Linked DNA regions of Zea mays: region 2 is linked to region 1. The links are chromatin contacts, called in public Hi-C maps. All regions are on one chromosome and are shown on one strand. The core of a region is the stretch at or near the end of the contact, and the rest is flanking DNA. Distances in the headings are between cores, read along the strand shown.

Region 1 (3,422 bases), core at 54-2,553:
CTCAATCTTCAGCACCTGCTTAAGACCCTGTCTATTTATCACCATACTGCAGCTGCACCATATAAAAGCTGCTTTTATCTAGACCATACATCTGCACGTATGGCATACCAATCTAATACCTCAATGTCACATTGTCACCAGATGGGCAACTGAGGAAGTGCGTTAAGCCATTACCTCCTTAGAGAGAACTGTGCTTAGTTCAAACGCTAGTCTCGCGTCATCCACCATGTGAACCCGCTCCTTTTGGTATTCAATGTACAATTCTCTGCAGCAGTCAAAATTAGAATTAAACAGTTATCAAAAGAAAGCTTAACGACAAAAGCAACATGGGTATCTCAGTGTGCTTTCATAACCAACAAGAACATCTCATGATATCAATATCTTCCAAACCACAAACCTGCCACACAAACTATAGTTAAAAAAGGGGTGGGCAGATCATGCATTCATTCAATCTTGGCTCTGGCGGAAAGCAAAGGCACCAACATTCATCCCTACTCAGTACTCCCTATTCATAAACACAGTTACACAGTCAACCACTTTCCCCATGTTTGCAATCCTCAGTCAGTACATAGCACTACTACCACCCCAACCAGATCACAACATAAGCATAGACAACTCGTGAAGCAAGAAGAACCTCACCGAAGCTCCTGTACGAGCGCATGGAGTCCCTCGGGGGCGCGGCAATCCCAACGCGCCAAGCAGCTCTTATCGCCATTTCCAGCAGCAGCGTAATCGACCAGCGGCTGGAACCTCTCATCCTCCGGACCGAACACCACGTCTGGTGCCACCTTGGGAGACAGCGCATTGTACACGAAATCCCCTGCGGCACCAGAATCTGAGCTACGATTTCGAACCCTAGTACCATTGGAGCGAGAGAGCGAGGGTGCGTTACAGTGGACGTAGTCGAGGCAGAAGGGGATGGCGAGCCTGAACCGATCGGCAGGGCGACCGTTGCGGCAGCCGGACCAGATCTGTACCACCTGCAAGCGAGCGAAGTGAGAAAGGGAGCGGCGAGCCGCGAGGCGAGGCAGAGCGGGTACCCTAATGGGCAGCTTGGAGTGCGAGAGGAGGTAGTTGAGCTGCGCGGCGATGAGGGGCGCGAGCGGGGGCGCCGAGGCGGAGGAGGCCGGGCCGGGGGCGTCGGCGGACGGAGACATCGCTGGCGATGAATTCCGGACGCCTCTCTCTCTCTTCTCGACTCACTAGCAAACTTTTTATTAATGATTTGTTCGCTTGATCAGTCTTGGGTTTAGAAATAGAGCCCGGATGATACTCCATTTGCCATTAAACCCACACTGGCCACGCCAAGAAGTTCACTCGAGTACCATGCCATCCAATCCAAGTATATCTCTCCATAGCAGTTCCCGTATCCATCTTTTCTTATCCGCGCTTTCTAATACTACATTCGTTCTCAATATTTGTTGCTCGTAGTTTATTTTTAAATTAAAACACGACAAATAAAAAAACAGAGAGTATATTTTATTAACTATCTATAAAAAATTATGCCATACAAAATCTCTCTACGTTCGGTCCACAAAACTATACGGGGTGACATTCGAGTGAGTCTGTGGTTGGTTTCAACCCTGGATAGTATAGATTGTCTACCTATATGGTCTATGAGCTGATTGATATTAACCAGACCGACTCAAACGATGGGTTGGTTGATAGATCTATCAACCTCCTAATTCGATTGATATCGACCGTGTTAGAGCTAGTACCGATCGATTTGTATCGTCGATACGTCGGATGGTCCGGTTGGTACCGATGGTCTGGTTGGTATCGATCATCTATTTTTAACGACATGACACATTTTGGTTGGTTCACACATATGCTACCTGATTTTTCAACCATTTGAAATACAAAAAACTAAAATCCAAAATTCAAAGAACAAAAAAAAAGAATTATATAATTTTTTGCTTCGAAAATCATGTAGTTTTGATTTATGTTATATAAATTATGTAGTTTTTATTATAAACTATATTGTTTTTTTATTTATTACTCCCTCCATTCCAAATTATGATTTGTTTGACTTTTTTGCCATGTTTGATTGGCTCGTCCTATTATTTTTTTGCGAAAAAATAAAAAATTTCAAAGCTTTTGCTAAACAAAATCACAACAAAAAATAACAAAAATTATGAATTTTTTTGAATAAGACGAGCCGGTCAAATTTAGGTAAAAAGTTAAACGAATTATAACTTGGAACATGGAATATGAATCATGTAGTTTTTATTTCTTTAATTTTGTACTATGATAAATTTTATTTTAATAAAACATAATGTTTTTAGTTAGTTTCTCCTCACATAAGAGTTCTTTATTTACTATACGTGTGAGGAGCTCAAATCATTAGTTTTTTTTTCTATTTTGAATTTATGATTTCTATGCTTTTTGTTTGTTCCAACGTGTCAAACATAACAATCTAGAAACTGAACCTCATGTCGTTTTTCTTTGACCCACTTTCTATTGTAGATTTTTGGTGCCCACGGTTCTCGGGCCAATTTTCAGGTTTTCGCCATTTTTCGTGAACCGTTCCAGGTGTTTTCGAGGGCCTATCGAGTACTGGACATTCATAAACACTATTAAGACCACTAGAATGTATTTAGACTGAGACGATATTTTTATAGCATTATTAAAAACTTTATAGCCATACCGGACATACGGTGATATGGCCGGTAAAACGTCAAGCTAGCACTTCCGTGTTGACACAAAGCAACGGCTGCCTGTGCCTTGGGCAAAACCGCACATGCGACTCAGAAGCTACAATACACCAATGGCAGCCATCAGCAAAAAATGATTCCTTATGTAAGCATGGTTTGGGTCGGGATGACAAAATTGGGGGAGACTTGCTTTCAACCCAAGGAATGGTGTCAAGTGAACGTCTTAACTGGCCCTAGTATAAATAGGCAAAGCATCACTCCAAACCACCACAGGGTGGATCTGCGCTGAACCACAAAGGACTTGCACGAAACGAGGCAGTCCAGACATGCTCCAGAGCCTTCATCGTCTGTTTGATCTCTTCAAGGATTTCGGTCTTCTAGAATGAGAAGAATGATCTTCAACCTCTTCATCGTCATCTCCCACATTTCTCCGCTTCTTGTGGCCACCGGAATCCTTCAATTTCTACAAAGCGAGATAACGTGGCATGAAATGAATAGCCAACAGATAGGCATCCTTTTGCACATACTTCGTATTACAAACATGGCGCAAAAGATTTACAGAATCAAATACTGATGTTTTAGGAGGGCATACCGTCAGCGCAATTCTCTTTGCATCGGATATGGGCCCTTTAAGTATAAGGACTTCATCTCTGTCCACCTTACACTGGTCAATTTTCTTGCCTGCAAAACCTAGTCGATAAGAGAGGCAGGCTGTGGGAAAATGGCATCTCCAGCTATGCCAGTCAATTGCCAATGAAAAATAACAAA
Region 2 (3,427 bases), core at 617-3,116, 850 kb after region 1:
TCAAAGGAGGTACGTGAATTTGCTGAATTATACAGAATTAAGCTGCTTAATTCGTCTCCATATTATGCTCAGGCCAATGGACAGGCCGAGTCTAGTAATAGGACGTTGATTAATTTGATAAAGAAGAAGGTATCTGATAATCCTAAACATTGGCATAAGATTTTGTCTGAAGCTTTATGGGCTCATAGAATATCTAAACATAGTGCTACTAAAGTATCTCCTTTTGAGCTTGTCTATGGGCAGGAAGCAGTGTTACCTGTGGAAATAAGTTTGAATGCTGTCAGGTTTGCCAGACAAAATGATCTAACTGCTATTGATTATTATAATTCAATGATGGATAATATTGATGAGGTGACCGACAAGAGGATGATAGCTTTGGGAGCAATAGAAAAGGACAAGATCATGGTAGCCAGGGCCTACAACAAGAAGGTCAAAGCAAAATCATTCCAAGTAGGAGACTTGGTGTGGAAGACCATTCTACCTCTAAGGAATAAAGACCGAAAGTTCGGGAAATGGTCGTTAAGCTGGGAGGGTCCTTATAAAGTGAAACATGTGATGTCTGGTAACGCTTATTTACTACAAACATTACAAGGCAAGGATTTACCTAAGACTTTGAATGGGCGTTTCCTCAAACAGTACCATCCTAGTATGTGGCAAGATGCCTAAGAAAACCGATGTGATCACATCGAGTTAGTTGCTTTTGGTTCGCCCAGCTCCACCAAAAGGCAGGGGGGCATATGTTCGAACCAGAAATGAGCCGGCGGACTGTCCGGCCCTGAGGCCGGACGGTCCGCGGTCCGGACGGTCCGCGCCTGTGGGCCGGACGGTCCGCGCGTGCGCAGAACAGATTAGGGTTCCGTGTTTTGTGCTACGGTTGTTAGCTATATTCGCGGGATTAGCTCGGAATCAGTTGTGTAAAGGGTCCAGCCCCCCTCCTCTATAAATAGAGAGGTCTACGGCCGATTTGTAATCATCAACAATCGAATCAATACAACTTTTATTCGCATTTTATCCTAGGAGTAGTTCTAGTCTAGTTTAGGTTTAGCCTCTCAATCCCCAAATTCTCCGCATCTCCTCGACTCTACGTCGATTAGAGGAGTCTAGGTCGGTCTACCCGAGCCTAGACACCACCTAGGATCTCTACTCCCCGACGGGGTCCCTCCCGGGAGCAAGATCCAGGCGCCGTCGGCGATCTCCCGCCGTCCCTGCGTACGCGCGGACCGTCCGGCCCCAGGGCGCGGACCGTCCGGCCGTCAGGCAGGAGCCTTAGCCGCGCACCAGGCCGCGGACCGTCCGGCCCCAGGCCGCGGACAGTCCGCCCTTGCGCAGAGAGCACCACCGCGCCTCGTACCAGGCCGCGGACCGTCCGGCTCCTGCGCGCGGACCGTCCGCCCCTGTGCAGAGGGCACCGCCACGGTTCTTGTTGAGTCCAAAAAGGCGTCAACAATAGGGAAAATACAGGACATTCCAATTGCTTATTTTCGGTGGTAATTTCAGTCTATCTTCTGAATCTGAAACAGTTTGCAGAACTTTCTCATGCTAATCAGAGGCAATTGTAACCAACCTGAAACTGTAATTAGCATCATAGCATCATCCAAACAATTCCAGCACAGGCACAGCACATCGTACGCAACCACATGAACACAATTATTCTCACATGCACACCGGCTGATCACTGTGGGGCTCAATCTTTCAATCCATACCCTGCAGCCTGCAGGCAATTCCTCTCGCACAGGAAAAACCCTTACCCGAAAATACTCATCTGTCGAGGTCCATTCCGGAAAACCGCGCCAGCAGGCCCAGCTCCAACCACCGCTCGTCTCGTCTCCTTCCTCCTCTGCTTCCTCCCGTCTCGTCTCCGACGACCTCGTCTTTCCCCCCCAGCCAGCCTCGCCTCACCGACTCCCCGATCCGGTCCCTCCCTTCGCCAGCTATGCATCCCTCCTCCGGCGCGGGGGACTACGCCCCTTACTACCCACCTTATCCCTCCCCGGCCGCGCCGCCTCCCGCCGCCTACCCGTCGGTGTCCGCCCCGGCTTCTGCGCCCCCGTACTCGTCGTACCCCGCGGACTTCGCCCCCGCGCCTTCGTACCCCGCGTACCCGCCCGCCGACCTCCCCCACTACGCGCCGCCGCCGGCTGCGCCCGCGCCCCCGCAGCCGTACTACCCCTACGAGCCGGCGCCGGCGCCGCCGCTGCCGCCGTCCCCGCACAACCCGGTGCCCTCTCCGTACCCGTCGCTGGATCGGGCGGGGAGCTACGGCTACGGATCTGGCCCTGGCTCCGGGTACGGCCAGGAGCTGTACCCGCCCAAGCCGGCGGGCGGGTGGTCCGACGACGGAGCGTACGCTTACAACGGGGGCGACGCGCCGGAGCCGTACGGGTCCAGGGGCACCGCACCGAGGCCGGGCTCGGGATCCGCGCTGTTTGATGACTACGGGAGGTCCATTGGCTCAGCTGCCGATAGGGGTGGCCGTGGGGGTAGCGCGGCCAGCCCCAAGGTGGTGAGGGCCGTGCCCAAGGCAGAGACGTCAGAGGACGTCAGGGGTGGGGTGCAGAAGTTCAGGGTCAAGCTGCTGCCGGAGGGCGCTGGGAGCCCCATGGATGTGCTCTGTCAGGTACTTTGCTTGTTTTGAGGCTGTGGAACAAGATGAATTTCGTGAACCTTGTCATGTTCTTATGGATGAGCTCTGTAGTCCATTTCTGGTGGCTTAGCATTCAGTGTGCTAACTATACAATTGACCCATTCATCAGTGTGCGAACAGATTGCATTTCATAGTAGTGCGTTGCTTACTGGCTTAGCATCGTCATTCAGACCTGGCTTCAATTTACTTGGAAGTTTTACAGCATAGGAGGTCACCGTGACCAGTAAATGTACCTACGGAGGTCTAGAGCCTTTTCCCCCTTTTAACCCTCTAAGGCACGAGGCGAGACGACTTCATAGACATATAAGTAAGGCGGATAAAAGCATAAAAAATGGAATATAATAGATAAATGATATAGGTCATAATAGGTAGATTATAGATAGAATTATAGATGGATCATAGATGATATAGGACATCAAGTCCTAATGCATAGCATAATTCACAAAATAACATAGTTTTGACCGGTGCACCCTAATACATAGTTCACAAACTAACAAGTCCACAAATGAACACATGACAACATTAAATTCAAATTCTCAGCTCTCAAGTGCTCTCCTTCTAGGCATATTCATCCATCAAGTCATTGTTTGTATTGGTAGGGAAATATTCACCACCATCTTCATGGTTGATGTGATCTTTATCTTGACTATCAACATCTTCAACATCATTCACTATCTTGTTCGCATCCCTTTCTCCCATACTTGGATCATCTTCCTCTTCTACATCAATTTCATCCTCCACTTGCCGCACCCTTCTTGTGTAGTACAATGGTTGACCATGAGC

The links. Hi-C and Micro-C count contacts between places; a contact is called where the count stands out from the background.
Region 2: a contact with region 1 is called in a Hi-C map of ear, with 5 times the contacts expected there. The contact joins the promoter of LOC100273158 here to the promoter of LOC100282640 in region 1. A contact is called at or near these places in 2 of 25 Hi-C or Micro-C datasets (ear and endosperm).

What each region holds. Positions count from the first base shown.
Region 1 is chr5:63,062,872-63,066,293 of Zm-B73-REFERENCE-NAM-5.0, forward strand. LOC100282640 (protein BRE) reads right to left here and starts at 1,304. Exons shown (of 13, transcript NM_001155548.3): 1 at 1,041-1,304; 2 at 893-980; 3 at 640-820; 4 at 175-265. The coding sequence starts at 1,157. It overlaps LOC100193011 (putative DEAD-box ATP-dependent RNA helicase family protein), which reads right to left. Exons shown (of 13, transcript NM_001138179.1): 12 at 3,247-3,335; 13 at 2,779-3,117. The coding sequence ends at 2,995.
Region 2 is chr5:63,912,458-63,915,884 of Zm-B73-REFERENCE-NAM-5.0, forward strand. LOC100273158 reads left to right here and starts at 1,867. Exons shown (of 10, transcript NM_001147604.1): 1 at 1,867-2,617. The coding sequence starts at 1,934.